Linked DNA regions of Mus musculus: region 1 is linked to region 2. Evidence: chromatin contacts called from public promoter capture Hi-C data. All regions are on one chromosome and are shown on one strand. The core of a region is the stretch at or near the end of the contact, and the rest is flanking DNA. Distances in the headings are between cores, read along the strand shown. Region 1 overlaps Dag1 (dystroglycan 1). Region 2 holds the start of Mst1r (macrophage stimulating 1 receptor (c-met-related tyrosine kinase)).

Evidence for each region. Promoter capture Hi-C pulls out the DNA fragments that hold promoters and counts their contacts.
Region 1: a promoter capture Hi-C map of liver shows a contact between it and region 2, with 2.8 times the contacts expected there. The contact joins the enhancer-like site here to the promoter of Mst1r in region 2. A contact is called at or near these places in 3 of 39 promoter capture datasets (embryonic stem cells, liver and pre-B cells) and 3 of 484 Hi-C or Micro-C datasets (embryonic stem cells and regulatory T cells).

Annotation. Positions count from the first base shown.
Region 1 is chr9:108,226,786-108,229,776 of GRCm38.p6, reverse strand. All of the region lies in intron 2 of Dag1 (dystroglycan 1), which reads left to right. Among named protein-coding and RNA genes, the nearest start is that of Dag1, 36 kb to the left of the region's middle. Within about 2 kb of position 1,701, at least 14 of the 459 cell types and tissues checked have an H3K27ac peak or open chromatin away from gene starts, as enhancers often do. A contact at or near this core is called in liver, where this site is marked.
Region 2 is chr9:107,905,377-107,908,213 of GRCm38.p6, reverse strand. It overlaps Mst1r (macrophage stimulating 1 receptor (c-met-related tyrosine kinase)), which reads right to left and starts at 1,325. Exons shown (of 19, transcript NM_009074.2): 1 at 1-1,325. The coding sequence starts at 1,069.

The DNA.
Region 1 (2,991 bases), core at 452-2,951, 320 kb before region 2:
TTTTGAAGGTTTATTAGTAGTATCAGCGTGTGTGAGACAGATGTATGGGTACACTTATGGAGGGCAGAGAGCAGCTTTGTAAATCTGTTCTCTCAGCCTATCTGTGTGTGGGTTCTGGGAAGCACACTCAGGTTACAGTCGTGCACAACAGCACTTTGCCAGATGTCAGACCCTGAAAGAAAAAAGTTTTTTTTGGAGACAGAATCTGACTGTATGTATAGCTCTAGCTGGTCTGGAACTCAGAGCTCTGCCTACCTTTGCCTCCTAAGTATTACTAGGATTAAAGACATGGGCCACTAAGTCCAGCCTCTTGAAGAAATTTAAAAAATAAATAAGTAAATATAAGTGTAACTTTTTGTTTGTTTGTTTTTTGTTTTCCGAGACAGGGTTTCTCTGTGTAGCCCTGGCTGTCCTGGCACTCACTTTGTAGACCAGGCTGGCCTCGAACCCAGAAATCCTCCTGCCTCTGCCTCCCGAGTGCTGGGATTAAAGGCGTGCACCACTATGCTAGGCTAATATAAGTGTAACTTGAATGGATGGTATATGTCTATAATCCCAACACTAGGAAGATTAATACAAGAGGATCAGGAGTTCAAGGCCAGTTTGGAATGCTCTCTGAAACCCTGTCTCAAATGCTAAAACCATAAACAAATTTAATATAGCCTACACTGTGTTTGTGAAGCCAACAATAATGCATAGTAAGGACTCTGGGCTTTGTGTACGCTCACCACTCACCCTCTTACCCAGGCTCAGCCAGGCTTTCCAGTCTGGGAAACAGCTCTGCTAACGCTGAGAGCCCATATGGCTGGACTAATTTTTTTTTGGGGGGGGCAATCTTTTATCTTTTATGCTGTATTTCTCTTATGACTTTTCTATGTTTAGATATATTTGAATACAGAAATGTTAGTATATACAATGGTCAATATTATTCATTACACTCAGTTTCTGTAAGTTTGTGGTCAAGAGAAATAAGCCATACTATAAAACCTCAATGTAAATGTATCACCTAGGTTTGCATTATATGACATTCATATAACTGTCTGACACATGCTCAGAGTATACCCTCATCATGAAACAACGGATAGTCATGCTTTTCCAGGTAGGTGCTTCCCAGAACTAAAGCTGCCTTCTACCTTTCCAAACTCCATCTGTACTTATGCTAACTCCCACCAACTCAATACAAAGGGACAGAGTAGCACTACCATTTGAAGGCAGGGTCAGGAGTCAAGGAGACCTGCCCTGAGAAGAAAGGAGAGTGAAGAGGCCAGTGCAAGGTCATGACCATATTTAATCTGCTGCTCCCTCCCCCCAGGAGGCAGGGAACTCATGGGATATCTGCAAGGGTGAAGGGCTTCATTACATTCCTCAATGACTGACTGACCATGCAGGAAGGCAGTGACCACTTGGTTATGTTTTCAAGTTAAAAGCTAAGCTTCCTGGTTTGTTTTTTTTTCCCATTGTAATAGGAAAGACTAAAAACCTCTAAATGTAATCTGGCTTTAAAGAATTGAATTTAGAAAACTCTCATGGCTGCTGGTCTTTCTGACCTAATTGGCCAATGATGTAGAACACTCCCAAATCACTGCCCTGCTCCTTTTCCTCCACATACAAAAACATACTCTCACAGACCATTTACTGCAGCCAGTGACCCTGCCAACAGCCTGTGATACAGGGCTGAGACCTCAGAAGGTCAGGGCCTCAGGATCAAAGAGGATGTCACAGCTCTGTGACTGAGAGCCATGTACACGTACTTGCTCTAAGCTGCCATGGTAACAAGTGTTTTAAAGGGATACTTCAACCTTCTGTGTTTAAAGTCCTGACAACTTGCTTAAGCTACCTTCTTTCCTGAACACATTCGTAAAGCTTGACCATCAGGAACATATTTTTCATGCCAGAAGTACACACCTTGTTTATAAATCAACAAGACAAAACTGGTGCCTACTGTCTTTGCCCAGGGAATTTCCTGCTAGAAGAATTCCTCCCCTCCCACAGATAGTTTTGTTTAACTTGCTCTTTTACTTGATCTTAAATCTTAACCATGGCTGCAGCTTCTGAGAAATCACTAACTTTCCTATGTTAGGTTCATACTTCTAAAAGAACAAAATGCCCAAAAGAGAGAAGAGATCCACTTAGGGTTTCTGACACCCTTATACAGATATACATACAGGCAAAATACCAGTGAGCATAAAATAAAAATAAATTAGATTTAATTTTTTTCCTTCAATAATCTTACCTTACTGAAACTTTATAAATTTTTCAGGTTTTTTTTTTTTGACACAGATTAGAACACAAATCAATTGCACATTGAATGGCTCAACATAATTTCTTTAAGAATTGACTCTAGGGGCTGGAGAGAAAGCTCAGTGGTTAAGAGGTCCTGAGTTGAGTTCCCAGCAACCACATGGTGGCTCACAACCAACCATAAAGGAATCTGATGCCCTCTTCTGGTGTGTCTAAAGACATCAACATTGTACTCAAATACATAAAATAAATAAATTTTTATTTTTTTTGGTTTTTCGAGACAGGGTTTCTCTGTGTAGCCCTGGCTGTCTTGGAACTCACTCTGTAGACCAGGCTGACCTCGAACTCAGAAATCCGCCTGCCTCTGCCTCCCGAGTGCTGGGATTAAAGGCGTGCGCTACCACTGCCCGGCAATAAATCTTAAAAAAAAAAAAAATAGAATCTAAGGCCTCACATGCTAAGCAGGTGAACATCCACCCCAGTTCCAAGTTTTATTTATTTATTTATTTATTTATTTATTTATTTATTTATTTATTTATTTTCGAGACAGGGTTTCTCTGTGTAGCCCTGGCTATCCTGGAACTCACTCTGTAGACCAGGCTGGCCTCGAACTCAGAAATCCGCCTGCCTCTGCCTCCCAAGTGCTGGGATTAAAGGCGTGCGCCACCACTGCCTGGCTTCCAAGTATTATTTTTAATACAGAGTCTTACACAGTTGCCCAGGCTAGATAGGACAGATTTCTGTAGTCTA
Region 2 (2,837 bases), core at 76-2,575:
CATCCTTGACGGTCACAAAGACCCCAAAAAGCACTTCCTGGCCCTCTGAAATGCTCAGTTCCACAGCCAGTTTGGCATCCACTGGAGCAGAGTGGGCTGCCTGAAGCACTGGGTAGGGCTGTGTGCCCTCCGGGGCTCCACGGCGCCGGCGTTTAGGTGCAAAATGACAGTCCAAGACCAGCTCCCGGTAGTCACCAATCTCTGGCTCTACAGCATTGAGCCGGACCAGACGTGTATGCAAGGCACTGGGAGGGCTTGTGACACTGATGGGCTGGACAGTCAGAAAGTAGACAAAATCCCCCGAGTGGAAGCTGTACACATATTTGATGAGGTAGGAGGCCAAATATTTGGGCAGCACCGACAGCGACGGAAAACCTGGTTGGAATCCAGAAGTATCAGACTTTAGACGACGGATGGACACCGAGCGGGGGCTAAAGCTAGCGGCCAACTCTGGGTCTAGCGAAGATGCCACATAGAAGTAGGAAGCATGCCCCTGCTCCACCACAGTCACACGAGTGCCCAGGGGGCTAGCCACACAGTCCGTGCAGGCCTCAGGCTTGTTATTGTTTGCTGAGAATAGGCAGGCTGGAGCTGCTAAGTGCAGGGCTTTCCCCCGAGGCTCCAGCTCATGCAGGAAGCAGCGGCCCTGTAGGGTTGAGCCACAGCTGACCAGGGCTGGCAAACCTGGCTCCATCACTAGCACCAGTGTGTCTGTGTCCTTTGGTGGTCCATGAGGGCCTGGACCACAGCTCGCACAAGTCTGGCAGCCAGGGTTCCCGATAGGGCCAGTGGTCAGGTTCTCTATGAACTGCAGGTCAGGCCCAAGCACGTGCAGGTGATTGCGTGTGGCCACAAACACCGCACTATTTGTACTGTCCTCGTAGGCTGCGGTGGCCTGTACCCGGCCCCCCGCGGAGAAGCTGGGGACCACGTACTTGACACTGAAGTCTCGGGAGGCTGCGTAGGGTATTCGTGGGCACTGCCAGTTCAGGTTGGTGGACGCCGCCGACAGCCGCAAAAGAAGCATTAGCAGAAGAGAGGATTGAAGCAGCGGCAGAGGCAGCCCCATTGAGCTGGGGCCCCTTGGGAATCCCAGAAGGTCCAGGACTTGATCGAACCAGACTCAGGGTCCGAGCTGAGACCAGCTTTACGCAGCGGTACTGAAAGCTCCTGGGCAGCTGCCCCCCTGCCCTGGTCCCTGGCAAACCCAACCTTTCTCTCTGGCTTGTGGTCTGAGCACCTGGCTGTGGACCCACGGACACGGCAATGGCACGATCACCTCACCAGGGGCCCCAGCTGCTGCTTCTAGCTGCCGCTGCTACAGCTACTTGGATCAAAGTCGAAGGGAGGTGGGCCCCAGTGGGTGCGGCAGGGCTGGGGGCGGGGCTACGGGCGGAGCCCTGTCGAAGGCCCTGCTTTCTTTCCAGCTCTGTCTGACTCTTTCCAGCTGTGAGAAGGCTGTTGTTGTGACCTGGGAAGGAGTATTCCTGAACCATCCTATATCCCCACAACCCATCTGGTTGAGGTTAGAACGCTGCAGGACAATCTGGCTCCTCTCTCCTCATGGCCCTCTTTCATAGGAACACTGTCAGGCACTAGTTCACCATGTGGGGAACGGAGACGGAGACCAGGAATGCACTGGACAGAGTAATGCGGGGGTGGGGGCGCTGCAGAAAGGGATACATGGAACAGACCTTGTGTGGTCAGAGATCATCTTTCCATGTGCCTATTCAGAGAAGTGTCAGAGAAAGGTATGTTGTGCCCTGTCCTGTGTGCCAAGACCCATAAAGATTAATGGAGTCTGACCCGCCCTGGGTGGTAATACTTAGAGGAGGTAACTTCTGTGAAGACCTAGCCCTCTGGCTCGGATCCTGTCACTGTGGCCTCAGCATGAGAAGGCATATATGGGACAGAAGGGAAGAGTGACGGTAGAAAATGCCTCTCCTCCGGTGCCCTGGTACAGGAGAGGTGTGGTCTTTGAATTCCGGGGCACCTCTGATCCGCTCCTTGCTTTGTGGACCCAGTGTCTCTGAAACACGAATGTAGCTGTAGTTGGTTGGAATCCAGAGTCCTCTTTCCAGGATGGGTGAAGCCCATTCTGCTTTGCCACCTCTCTTTCCCGGGACTCAGCCGCTGTCTCTTGGTAAGACGCTTTCTCAATACCTCAGGGTAATGGAGCAGGAAGAGGTATTCTTAGCCAGGCAGCTGCCTTAGCTCCGTGAACCTGGGCTCTTGAGGGCTCCTCACAGGGTGGTCATAGGCAGTTTTGAGTCCCTAGGCAGCAGAGAATAAGAGAGCTGGGGAGGGAGGAACCCACCCTGGGGAATTCTACCTTTTCTACTCCACGCCCAGGACAAACTTCACTGCCTGCTTCTCCTTTCTAACATGGCCTTAGCTAGTGCTCCATCCCTTCATCCTTTCATAGTCGAGATGGTATTATCCTAGGATGCCTTTTTTGTTTTGTTTTGTTTTGTTACATAGAAACAGGGTTTCTCTGGGCAAAATAGGTTTTTCCTGGCTGTCTTGGAGTTCACTCTGTAGACCAGACTGCCCTCAAACTCAGAGATCCACCTGCTTCAGCCTTTCAGCCTTCCAAGTACTAGGACTAAGTATTGGGCATGTGTGCTACCATGCTGCTGTTGCTGCTGCTTCTCCTTCTCTTTCTCCTTCAGATTTATTTATTTATTTCATGTATGTGAGTACACTGTTGCTGTCATCAGACACACCAGAAGAGGGCATCAGATCCCCATTACAGAGGGTTGTCAGCCACCATGTGGTTGCTGGGAATTGAACTCAGGACCTATGGAAGATCAGTCAGTGTTCTTAACCACTGAGCC